2 separate regions of the Sus scrofa genome follow, and region 2 is linked to region 1. A link is a contact called in public promoter capture Hi-C data. All regions are on one chromosome and are shown on one strand. Each heading gives the region's core, a stretch centred on a gene start, on an enhancer-like site or on the middle of the called end of the contact. The rest is flanking DNA. Distances are from core to core; before and after follow the strand shown.

The links. Promoter capture Hi-C pulls out the DNA fragments that hold promoters and counts their contacts.
Region 2: a promoter capture Hi-C map of fetal liver shows a contact between it and region 1, with 4 times the contacts expected there. The contact joins the promoter of KANSL3 here to the promoter of CNNM4 in region 1. A contact is called at or near these places in 2 of 5 promoter capture datasets (fetal liver and liver), 8 of 47 Hi-C or Micro-C datasets (fetal heart ventricle, heart right ventricle, liver and 4 more) and 2 of 2 datasets of contacts at active chromatin or transcription factors (alveolar macrophages and skeletal muscle).

What each region holds. Positions count from the first base shown.
Region 1 is chr3:56,856,798-56,859,795 of Sscrofa11.1, forward strand. CNNM4 (metal transporter CNNM4) reads right to left here and starts at 1,663. Exons shown (of 7, transcript XM_021087272.1): 1 at 161-1,663. The coding sequence starts at 1,562.
Region 2 is chr3:56,957,480-56,960,476 of Sscrofa11.1, forward strand. It overlaps KANSL3 (KAT8 regulatory NSL complex subunit 3), which reads left to right and starts at 1,704. Exons shown (of 23, transcript XM_021087273.1): 1 at 1,704-2,046; 2 at 2,692-2,814; 3 at 2,817-2,955. The coding sequence starts at 2,742. It overlaps FER1L5 (fer-1-like protein 5), which reads right to left and starts at 2,101. Exons shown (of 55, transcript XM_021088398.1): 1 at 2,066-2,101; 2 at 1,549-1,821. The coding sequence starts at 2,101.

The DNA.
Region 1 (2,998 bases), core at 413-2,912:
CTGCTCCTGTATACTGGTCACCTCAGAGCCAAAGGAAGTGCTGGGCAAAGGGACACAGAGTCACACGAACGGAACACTAAGATGAGCTAACACAAAACAGTCAGGGGTATGGAGTGGCACCACCGAGAGTGAAGCGAGAGCTGCCTTAGGCCTTACTTACCCTTCTTGAACTCCTCAAGCATGGCGTCCAGCTTGGTATCGTGGAAGACAAAGTGCACTGGGTGGTTGTAGAAGCGGGTGATGGTCTTAAGAGGGGTGCAGTCATCCGGGTCCACGAAGGCCAAGTCTTTGACGTAGAGAATATCTACGATGTTGGACTGCTCGTCTTCAAACACTGGGATGCGGGTGTAGCCGCTTTCCATAATCTCCGACATGGTGTTGAAGTCCAGGATGGCATCGCTGCGGATCATGAAGCAGTCCTGGAGCTGGGTCATGATGTCCTCCACGGTTTTGGTCCGGAGTTCCAGGGCACCCTGGATCATGTTCAGCTCCTCTTTCACGAGGTCATTATAGGGCTCCGTCACCTTCAACATCTCCATCAGCTTCTCCCGATTGTAAACGGTACCAATCTCCTGGCCCAGGAAAAAGTCTAGGAGTTTGCTGATGGGGAAACTGAGGGGGAAAGTGAGTAGCATAAAGAATTTGGTGAGAATGATAGTGTTGGCACCCACAGCCAAACCGTGTCGGGAGCACAGGGCCTGAGGCACGATCTCCCCAAAGATGACGATGCCAATGGTGGAGGAGGCCACCGCCATGAGCCCAGACCCTATGAGGTTGTCTAGAAGGATGGTGAGGGAGGTGTTGACCAGCACGTTTCCCAGGAGCAGGGAGCAGAGCAAGTAATTGCCCTTGCGACGGATGGGCTCGATCTTGCGAGCATAGCGCCTCTCCTTCTGAGTGCCACAGTTCTGCACGATGCGCAGCTCCATGGGGTCCAGGGCCATAAGCCCCAGGTTGAGGCCAGAAAATATCCCCGACAGCACTAACAGCACCATAATGAGGAGGATGTGCAGCCAAAAGGGCAGGAATCTCCCAGTCTCCTCCTTCAAGAAGAGAAGCGAGTCCTTGTCTGTCCACCTCTGCCAAGGCCCGTCCACGCTGGCCCGGGTGCACAGTGCATACAACTTCATGTTCTCGCTCCTCCGGAGGAATTTAGTGAGCACCACCAGCATCCCAGACGTGTCCCCGCGGCTCACGTTGACCAGCCGCTGGACCACCAGGTCCTTGGTGAGCTCGGGGCAGTTGGTGGAGTTGCGGATGGTGTCGGCATTGTCCACCTCGGTGAAAGAGATCAGGTTGCTGGAGATGGAGCCCAGTCTCTGGCCATACAGCCTCAGGTTTACCGTGCTGCCCTCGGACACGTAGATGGTGCCATCCTCGTTCGTCCCACACGATTTGTTGCAGCTCGCCAACCTCATGCCTAGGATCTCGCCCCGCTGGGGGTCGCCCTGGCCGCAGGCCCCCCGCGCCCACAGCAGCACCAGCAGCACCAGCGCGGCCAGGAGGAGGCGCCCTCGGGCCGGCCCGCCACCCGGGAGCCCGCCCCCGCCCACCGGCGCCATGTTGCTCCGGCTCGGCCGCCGCCGCTCCCAGCGCCCTGCTGCGCAGCCCCACTCGCGCCGCCGTTCCTGCAGCTCCGCCGCCTCCGAGCCAACTGCCTGGCCCGCCGGCCTGACGTCAGGTCAGCGCCCCTCCCGCCCCGCCCACCGACCCACGCCTCTCGTTTGAATATTAAGCCCCGCCCCCCACAGCTCCGACACCGCCCTTAAGGAGGTCCGGAATTTAAGGTGGAGCGAAGCGGGGGCACCGGAGCACTGACGCTGTGGAAGAAGCCCGCCCCGCCCTCCTCGCACGCCTTCCGTGCACTCTGCTGGTACAGCTTTCCTCCGCCCGGACCTGCTCCCTCTCCCGCAGTCCAGGCCGGCCTCGCTTGCTGGGCTTCTTCCCCTTCTCCAGAAATCTGCAGTTGGGGCAGGTGGCCCTTCTCTGTAGAACCTCGGAAGCCAAGCCATCTAAATTGCTTTTCCTGCTATGGAAAAGGTAAAGGAGAACCTGAGGGCATAGGCCTGAGAGAGGCTTTCAAGTCCACGGTCATAGTTCTGGCTCTCGCACTTCTGGGGTTTGTGCGCAGCCTCATCCCAAGGCAAGAAGTAGGTTGCTTTAGCCCAGGTGGCCTTCTGCCAGGTGGCCTTCGGCCAATAGAATCTGGAGGACCTGAGGATAGGACCGGCCTGGGCTTATCTCCTGTCGTTTCCATTTAGGACACAAATGTTGAACATCAACTATGTCGGGCCCTTGTTCCAGACTCTGACAATATAGCAGCGAATGAGCCCAAGTTCCTGCCCACTGGAGTTTGCAGTGTAGGATAGAAAACAGGCAATGAGCAAGTAAATATATATTTTTTCATCCTCCCAACAACCCTAAGAAGGGGTATTATTTCTCTATTAACAGATGAAGAAATTGAATCTATGCACAAGTCAAGGTCCTTCTAAATTGTCACCTTAAGAGCAGGCTGGTGTGACTTTGCTAAGGCAGGTTGGAATATCTCACAGCTCCAATGTCATTTGTAAAATGAGCATATGAATGATAATAGAGGAGTTCCCACTGTGGCACCACAGGATCTGCAGGGTCTCTGCAGCACCAGGATTCAGGCTCCATCTAGGCCTGGCACAGTAGGTTAAAGGATCTGGACCAGGATTTCCATAGGCCCCCAGGAGCAGCCAAAAAGGGGGGAAAAAAGATAATAGAACACTACTTCACCAAGCTTGTGGAATAGCTGGCCTAGACGCTGAGGAGACAGGACAACTCTGAATGTTGTTTGGCTATGTAGCTATTGTTGTTATTGTTTTGTTATTGTTATTGTTGTCTGCCCTTCCTGGACCAAACCCCTAACCCCAAATTGTGGTGGTGACTGACCAGCAGGGGCAGCTGTATGTGGAAACTGGAGCTGAGAGGCATGGTGCCAGGCCTAGCCCTGAAATGACTGCTTCCTGGACGG
Region 2 (2,997 bases), core at 454-2,953, 100 kb after region 1:
CAGTCTAGAATTGTGAAATGACCACAGGTTTTGCCTCCTTTCTCTCCACTGCCTCCCCACCCTCCCCCACTTTCCTCTGGGCACCCAGGTTTGCAGGTAGCATCGCTGAGGCCTTCTAGAGCACTGTGTATCTTTCTTTGGGTTGCTCTCTGCACTCTTGTTTTCTTCAGCATTGCACGTTGGTTGTCTCACTTCACTCCTGCCCTGATGGGGCAACCAAAATGAACCAATCCACTAAGCACTCTAAATGATTGGATTTGTCCCCCATCATGTTTTCCATGTAGGGATACCTGCATTTAACCCCCTAGCCCCAGCACTGCGCACAATGGTGTAGACGGGGTGGGTGATGAATCAAATGCCACAGGGGCCAAGGAGGCCTAGAGAAGCTGGTCAGAGTGAGCATATATGCAGCCTGTATACCTGCCACACAGGAACATGAGTCCAGTGCTGCCACAGTCTCCAATTTTTTAAGAGATCTGTATATCTGGATTTTTGCATGAAATCTCCCAAATTTAAATATTTGCAGTAAATAATTAAATACATATTTGCGATGAAATAAAATTTTAAAAAAGTAGCGTGTAGGCCAAAGAAAGTGGTGTTGGGCTGTAATTGGTCCATTCACTCTCTCTCTGTAGGTCCTTAGCAACCTTTCCAATCTCTCTGCAGTGGCCTGGTCCTTTCAGCCCAAACTTAGGTGACTTCATCTTCATGATTCCACTCATATTCCCACTCTGGAAATCTTTTTCTATAAATTTCTGTTCTTATCATTCTCTCCGCCACCCAGTGAGTAAGTATTTGCACTTTCAGAGATGAAGAGGGTACACTGAGATCTCACTGGGGTCATAAAAGCAGGGAGTTAGGTGCAGGAGCTGAGATTCCAAACCTCCAGGTCTAAGCAGCACTGCTTAGGGCGATCTGGACACATCTACGCAAAGCCCTGGATAAATTTTTCTTTTATTCTATTGTTTAATATATTTTTTAGAGCAGTTTAAGGCACACAGCACTTCTTTTATTTTCGCACTTATTTTTATTGTGGTTGTTGCTTAAGTGATCTCTTCTTCTTCTTCTTTTTTTTTTTTTTTGGCCGCACCCATGGCACATAGAAGTTCCCCTGGCCAGGGATGGAACACACGCCACAGTAGTACCGGATCAGCTGCAGTGACAACGTCGGATCTTTAACCCGCTTCGCCGCAAGGGAATTCCTAACTTTTTTTTACATTTAAGTATAGTTGCTTTACAACATTGTGCTAGTTTCAGGCGCACAGTATTTGAAGTAAATACTGCACGCTTAGGTGGGACTGATCTGGGAGAAGCGGAAAGTAGGTTGCACGCCCTCCCAGCCCTGGCTAGGGACCTGGCAAAGCAACCGTGGCGGTCACTGAGAACGGACGCTGCAGAAGCCAGCCTCCTCTCTCGCCCTCGCTTTCCCTGCTGAAGATGCAGAAGGCCGAAACTCGGAATTCCGCGCTGTGAGCGGCAGAGACCCGCACGCGTTCCCGGGGCTCCTCTTCCCGCGCAGTTACATCCTCTCCCGGTTTTGCAGCTCACCGCCCCTCCCTTCCCAGGCCGTGATCCGCTTCCGCGTTTCGCTCTGTGCCCGGAGCTCCGGGGCGAGGAGGCGGTAACGCGCACGCGCGCTGGGATCCGGCCCGGGCCGAGCGCGCGGCGCGACGACTGCGGGTGAGGGGAGGCGCGGCCCTGGCAGGGGGTGGCGGGCCCCGGCGGTGGCGGCGCTGGTCTGGCGGGCGGGGGTCTCAGCGAGAACCTCCGGACTCTCCGGTCATGCGGGGACAGGGGGCTGGAGCCCGGGGCCCGGGCGGCCTGGGTCAGACGGCCGTGTGGGGCAGGGGGCGGACTGGGGTTGCCGTGACGCGGGAGCTGAGCTGGGCCCGGGCCGGCGGGAGGCGGGTTCCTGGCGGCTCCTCCTCGTCGCGAACTCTCGGTGACCTTGGCCAATTCACTCCGTCTCCTTGAGCTGGCGCCTTCGTCTGTAAAGTGTGAATTACAAGCCCTGCCTGCCAGCTGTGGCGGTTTTGAGGCTCAAGGGTGGGACCCCCCGGGGTACCTGGAGTAGCGGGCCGTTCCTGGGGGACCACCCCATCTACGGTGAGGGGGGGGGTCTTCCTGGCTTAGCATTTTGTTACAGGCTTTGAGAAGGAGCTCTCGTCTGTGTCTTAAAACTCCAGAGCGTTATGAAGTAGTTGCAAAACTTTTGCTTAACGTAGACAAGGGACCTCGAGGGCCTCCTTGGAGCCCACGTTGCCCAGCTGTTACCCAGGATGCTCTTATTTTGTGACTGGAGGCGGCCCAGTGAAGCTTCCGGGAATAGTGTGAAGCTGGAGACCCTTAGCTTTGGAAGAATCAATATTTTTGATTCCTCTTGTTTGCCCAAACCCATGCCAGCCACAGGGGAAACTGATGCTGGCCAAGCAAATTTAGTATTTGTCCATGTGAGACCTTGGAGTCCCTCAGCTTCCCAATGAACCGAATTTTGTAGAAATTGAAGAGGAAGATGGTGCCATAGCCTTTTGAGGACTCTTAGGAGCGCTCCCTACATGGGCAAGGGTCTGTGATTTGATGGATCCTCAGTTATACATGATAGAAGGTCAAAAAAGTAAGCACATTAGATAGTATAGGCTGCAAGAGATTCAGAGCATCTGAATTGACTAAAACTGAAACTTTTCACTGCAGGTGACTAGCATGCAGATAGCCATTCTCTGACCTGCTGCCCTTCTTCTGACATGGCCCACCGAGGTGGGGAGAGGGACTTCCAGACCTCAGCGCGGCGCATGGGCACCTCGTTGCTCTTCCAGCTTTCGTGCATGAGCGGGAGCTGGACCTAGTGTTTCTGGACCATAGCTATGCCAAGCCTTGGAGTGCCCACCCAGATGCCAGTAGTGCCCGCCCCACCCGCATGCTCTTTGTTACTCCCCGGAGGCAGCACGAAAGTACCATGTGAGTTTGGGCTTCTTTCTTAAGGGCTGCCATTGCCCTAAT